2 separate regions of the Sus scrofa genome follow, and region 1 is linked to region 2. Evidence: chromatin contacts called from public HiChIP or PLAC-seq data. All regions are on one chromosome and are shown on one strand. Each heading gives the region's core, a stretch centred on a gene start, on an enhancer-like site or on the middle of the called end of the contact. The rest is flanking DNA. Distances are from core to core; before and after follow the strand shown.

The links. HiChIP or PLAC-seq counts read pairs in DNA pulled down with a chosen protein or histone mark.
Region 1: a contact with region 2 is called in an H3K27ac HiChIP or PLAC-seq map of alveolar macrophages. The contact joins two enhancer-like sites. A contact is called at or near these places in 1 of 47 Hi-C or Micro-C datasets (embryonic fibroblasts) and 1 of 2 datasets of contacts at active chromatin or transcription factors (alveolar macrophages).

Annotation. Positions count from the first base shown.
Region 1 is chr17:36,253,242-36,255,941 of Sscrofa11.1, forward strand. No RefSeq gene overlaps it. Among named protein-coding and RNA genes, the nearest start is that of NOL4L, 54 kb to the left of the region's middle. Within about 2 kb of position 1,385, at least 5 of the 83 cell types and tissues checked have an H3K27ac peak or open chromatin away from gene starts, as enhancers often do. A contact at or near this core is called in alveolar macrophages, where this site is marked.
Region 2 is chr17:35,688,350-35,691,049 of Sscrofa11.1, forward strand. It overlaps CCM2L (cerebral cavernous malformations 2 protein-like), which reads left to right. Exons shown (of 10, transcript XM_021077713.1): 9 at 1-6; 10 at 847-2,026. Among named protein-coding and RNA genes, the nearest start is that of CCM2L, 19 kb to the left of the region's middle. Within about 2 kb of position 1,407, at least 14 of the 83 cell types and tissues checked have an H3K27ac peak or open chromatin away from gene starts, as enhancers often do. A contact at or near this core is called in alveolar macrophages, where this site is marked.

The DNA.
Region 1 (2,700 bases), core at 135-2,634, 560 kb after region 2:
CCCCGACTTCCTCCAACCCCCTCCCTAGACTTGCCTGTTCTAGACAATTCACACAAATGCATCCACGCACTATGTGGTCATCATGACCGGCTTCTTTCACTCAGTGTATCTTCAAGGCTCATCCGCGCTGTAGCGTGTCTCATTATGTCATTCCTTTTCACGGTCAAGTCATATTCCATCTTATGTTTATTAGTTCCTCAGTCGAAAAGCACTTAGGCTCTTTCTACCTTTTGGCTATTACAAATAATGCTAGTGATGTTTGTGTAAGTTTTGGGTGTGGACACACCGTTTCACTTCTCTGGGGTAGAGAGCTGGGAGTGGGATTGCCGGGTCATGGGGTAATTCTGTTTAACCTTTGGAGGAACTGCCAGGCGTTTTTCTAACATGACTGCACCGCTAACATTCCCGCCAACGGCAGAGAAGGGCATGGTGTCTCCACATTCTCACCAACCTGTGTTATTCTCTGTCTTTCGGATTCTAGCCACCGTAGCGGGTGTGACAAGGTCGCTCGTGTGGTTTGGGTTGCACGTGCCTGTCCCTGATGGCTGGTGATGTTCATGAAGCGTCTTTCATCTGCTTGTTGGCCATTTATCTTCCTTGCAGAAAGTCTATGTCCTTTGCCCATTAAAAAAAAGTGGGGGGGGGGGGCGTGGGAATTTCCGTTGTGACTCAGGGAGTTAAGAACTCGACTAGTATCCACGAGGATGTTGGCCTCACTCAGTGAGTTAAGGATCTGGCACTGCCGAAAGCTGCCGCACAGGTTGCAGATCCAGCTCGGGTCTGGCATTGCTGTGGCTGTGGTATAGGCTGGCAGCTGCAGCTTTGATTTGATCCCTAGCCTGGGAACTTCCATATGCCACAGGTGTGGCCCTAAAAAAAAAAAAGAAAGAAAGAAAAATGAGACGTGGCGTTCTCTTGTGGTGCAGCGGGTTAAGGATCTGGCGTTGTCACTGCAGCGCTTGGGCTGCTGCTGTGCTGTGGCTTCAGTCCCTGGCCCAGAAACATCTTTGTGCCAAGGGCACAGACAAGAAAAAAAAATTGGGTTGTGTCTTTATTATTAAATTATTGGCAGTAGGATTTGAACCCAGGTCCTGTTCTACCAACAGATCCTGCACTCGCAGGCGTGCACCCTTGCTTCCAAGGTGATCTGGAAGCACCTGAGGTCCTGGCCACCCTTGGGGCAGGTGAGGGCCAGCAAGCTGCCTGCAGAAGTGAGCCTGGCGGGGGCCCAGCCCACAAGAGGTGCCCAGTCCGCAGATGGACAGACAGATGAACAACTCTATCTCCAGGAACCAGTGAGCTAAAGGGGAAGAAACAAACCACTCAGAGTGAAAAGTCTGCACCCCAGAAGGAGGAAGCTCCAGGGGCCCTGCTCCAGGAGGTGGAGATAAAGCTCCACGCGGCCAAGCGGCCACCATGGCAACTGCTTCTCACGGAGGCGCTCAGTGCTGGTGACCTATCTGCCTGTTTTTAGGCTACTGACTGTTGGGCCATGTGCGGCTGGGAAGGGGAGGCCCAGGGAGATTATCAGGGAACCCGAGATCATATCTGTCCAGCGTGGGGGCTGAATGGGTCTGCAGGCGTGGCCGCTGGGCAGAGGAGAGTGGGGCCTGATGGGGTGTGGCCCACGGTGGCTCCGCTGCCCTGGCCATGGGAGCCCACTGTTTTGTTACCAAGGGAACTCGTGTCTTGAACATCTAGCTCTGGAGTCCAATGACCTGGCTCCAACCCCAGGCTCACTGTCTCCTGGTTGTGTGTCTGGGCAAGTTACTTCCCCTCTCTGAGCCTGGGTTCCCCTCCGGGGCGCTCTCTACGGATGGTGCTAAACAGGGTGAGATGAAATGAGAGCATAACATGGTCTTAACGTGGCCTCCGGTGGGGCCAGGCTGCTGGCGGCGCAGCTGGGGGCAGTAGGGCACCCACGGCACATCCCCGGGCCCGACTCAGAGCTAGAAGAAGGCCACCCTGGCCATCTGGGAAATAGAAGCCACAGGCTCCCCTGAGAGCTCCTGAGACCAGCCACTTGCAAGAAGCTTCGCCCTCAGACAGGAGCTTCAGTGCACGGCTGCTGAGTGGGCAGCTTCCGGAGACCCCAGAGCGAAGGTGGACCGTGCAGTGGCCATGACAGTAGCCCTTCACTCAGCAACCTGGGTTCAAATCCCAGCAGCACCACTTACTAGATATGAACCTTGGGCTAGGACTTGTCTCTCTGTGCCTTGGTTTACCCTTTGGAAAATGGAGCTGATGACAGCGCTTACTTTATAAAGTGGTTGTCAAGATTAAATGTGTTAAGACAGGGAAAATAAGGATTAAAGTCTTAGCTTTTTAAAAAATTTTTGGCCACACCCACAGCATGTGGAAGTCCCCTGGCCAGGGATTGAACCCATGCCACTACAGCGAAAACACCAGATCCATAGCCCACTGTGCCATAAGAGAACTCCAAGTCTTAGCTTCAAAATAAAGGTGAGGGAAGCTTCTGTTGTGGCTCAGAGGGTTAAGAACCCGACTAATATACATAAGGATGCAAGTTCAATCCCTGGCCTCGCTCAGTAGGTTAAGGATCTGGCGTTGCCGCAAACTGCGGTGTGGGTCATGGATGCAGCTCAGATCCACTGTTGCGGTGGCTGTGGCACAGATTTGCAGCTGCAGCTCTGAGTCGACCCTTAGCCCAGGAACTTACATACGCCACAGGTGCGGCCC
Region 2 (2,700 bases), core at 157-2,656:
TGCTTGGTGAGCCCCTCATCCAGGCTGGGAGGGTTCGCTCCCTATCCTGCAGCCAACATCATGAGATCAATGAGGCATGGGAGGAAACCAAGGTGCAGGGAGGGGAGGTGACTGCAGTCACTGAGCTGGGAAAGAAAGCACAGGTATAGCCGTCTCACCTTCACAGCAAAGCAGTGATCCTTCCCATTTTACTCCGTGAGAATTCTGAGGCTCCGTGAGGGGACAGAACTTGTCCACGGTCACAGAGCTAGTGAGGAGGGCTGATGATAACAGCAACAGGACTGGTGATATTAATAAGTTAACATATATTTGGCGGTTACCCTGTGCCAAGGATCATCTCATTGAATGCCCTCGGTTCTGGGAAGCTGTAACTATTATTTGCCTTCATTTTGCAGGTGAAAAAACAAGCTTAGAGAAGCAAAGTACATAAGTCACAAAGCTAGTAAGTAGCGACAGAAGTCAAACAGAAGTCAAAGGGAGCACTCAGTGTATGCTAAGTACCTTATTTAATCCTCACAGCCCTACCGGGAGAACAGAAAAGGTTGTCTCAGTGCTACAGGTGTGACAAGTAAGGCTCAGTGTAATTACTCAAGGAGGGTTACACAACTAATACATGGGAACGTAACCACTGAGGCAATAATAATAACAATAATAAGCTAACATACAGTGAGCATTTGCTGTGTGCAGAGCATTATGCCATTATTCTCTGGCTCAGAGACTCGTGCAAGACCACCCAGCCCACAAGTGGCAGGTGGAGATCTGAACTCCACTCTCCAGGGAAGGTGGTTCCTCCGTGAGAAAGGAAGGGTTGACCCCCGAGGACTCACCCTGCTCCCCGGCCCACAGGGATGCGGCCCTTCATCCCGGACCAGGACATCGGCTACTTCGAGGGCTTCCTGGAGGGTGTGGGCATCCGCGAGGGTGGCATCCTCACCGACAGCTTCGGCCGCATCAAGCGCAGCATGAGCTCCACGTCGGCGTCCGCCGTGCGCAGCTACGATGGCGCGGCCCAGCGGCCCGAGGCGCAGGCCTTCCACCGGCTGCTGGCCGACATCACGCACGACATCGAGGCGCTGGCCCCGGACGACGACGACAGCACGGACGAGGAGTCCCGGGGGTCCCCGGGCGGGGGCGATGCAGCCGAGGACAACTACCTGTAGCCTGCGCCGCCGCCCCTGAAAAGGGCGGGGAAAGGGTGGTCCCGCAACCCTGCCTCTGCGACTCGCTCACTCTGGCCTGTGGGACTCCATCCCCAGGGTCCCCTGCTCAAACCCCAAGGCTCCACCCTCCGGTGGTCTCTGTCCCTACCCTTGGGGCTCCGGGCCCTGCAGTACCGAGAATGTCCTGCAGAGGGCGGAACCCTAACAGGGACCGAGCAGCCCCTCTGCCCACGGGTGGGCTGCGAACTGCTTCGTCTCACTAGCCCGGAGGGATCGGGCACTCGCTCCTCTTCCAGACTCCGTGGCTTTCTGGAGGCCGAGGGATAGATGAAGAGTTGGCGCCACCTGCTGGCCGATTGAGAAAAGAATTCCCAGCGCCTGATGGCCTCTACTCCTCCTACTACACAGTTTAGGAAACCGCTTCAAAAGGAGAAGGAACTTGAAGGAGTCTCCTGATTCCCCTCAGATGTTACCTCAAACTGACTCTACTAGATAGTGTAGAGGGTATTTTTAAAGCTCTGAATCCGGGTCTCATCTTCCCAGATGGCAGAGATTAGATGGTCAGGGTAGAAAAGTAGTTTCTTTCTACTGAGAGTGGATCCCCGGGAGGATGATCTGTGTCCCGGTCCTGGTCCCAAGGCTCTGAACAAGCTGCTTGTTCAGATCTTGCATTTGGAGCTGGACAGACCTAGGCCTCCTCTGTGGTAGGGGTCCTGGCCTCCTGGTGCCTCCCATTTCCTCTGCTGACCCTTGAGTTGGTCCCACCCACCTCACAGGGGCTGGTCATAGGGATCCCTGAAGGGCAAGACCTGCTGGGTCCGGCACATGATAGATGCTCAATAAATGCTGTTCCTTTCCCCACTGAACACTTTCGGACTCAGTTTATTTGTCTTTACCCTGTGTGCACTGGAACAGGTGTTGAGGTGGGGGTGAGATGTAAGAAGACCCTCAGGGAGCTCCCAGTTTGAGAGGAGGACCTAGGACTTGCCCCTCACAGCTCTCTTATAGCCCGGCTCCCAGCTCAAGGACCACAGAGCAGTACTCAAGATTCCACAGACAGCCATCACATCCGGGATAGTCAAAGAAACCCGAAGACAGGGTTGGAGTGGGAGAGAATTCGGGGTAAGCACAGCCTCAGAGGCTAAAAGAAAGAAGCCCTGAGGACTTCCCATCATGGCTCAGCAGCAACGTACCCGACTAGTACCCATGAGGACTCGGGTTCGATCCCTGGCCTTGCTGAGTGGGTGAAGGAGCCGGCATTGCCGTGAGCTGTGGTGTGAGTCGAAGACGCAACTTGGATCCCACGTGGCTGTGGCTGTGGCTGTGGCCAGCAGCTGCAGCACCGATTCAGCCCCTGGCCTAGGAACTTCCATATGCTGAGGGTGCGGCCCTTAAAAGACAAAAAAGAAGAAGAAGGAGAAGAAGAGGAAGAAGACAAAGAGGAAGAAGGAGAAGAAGCAGCAGCCCTGAGAAGAAGCAAGAGAACTGCATAGAAGGGCTAAAATTTAGTTGTGAACTTCATGTGGGCTTCCATGGCCAG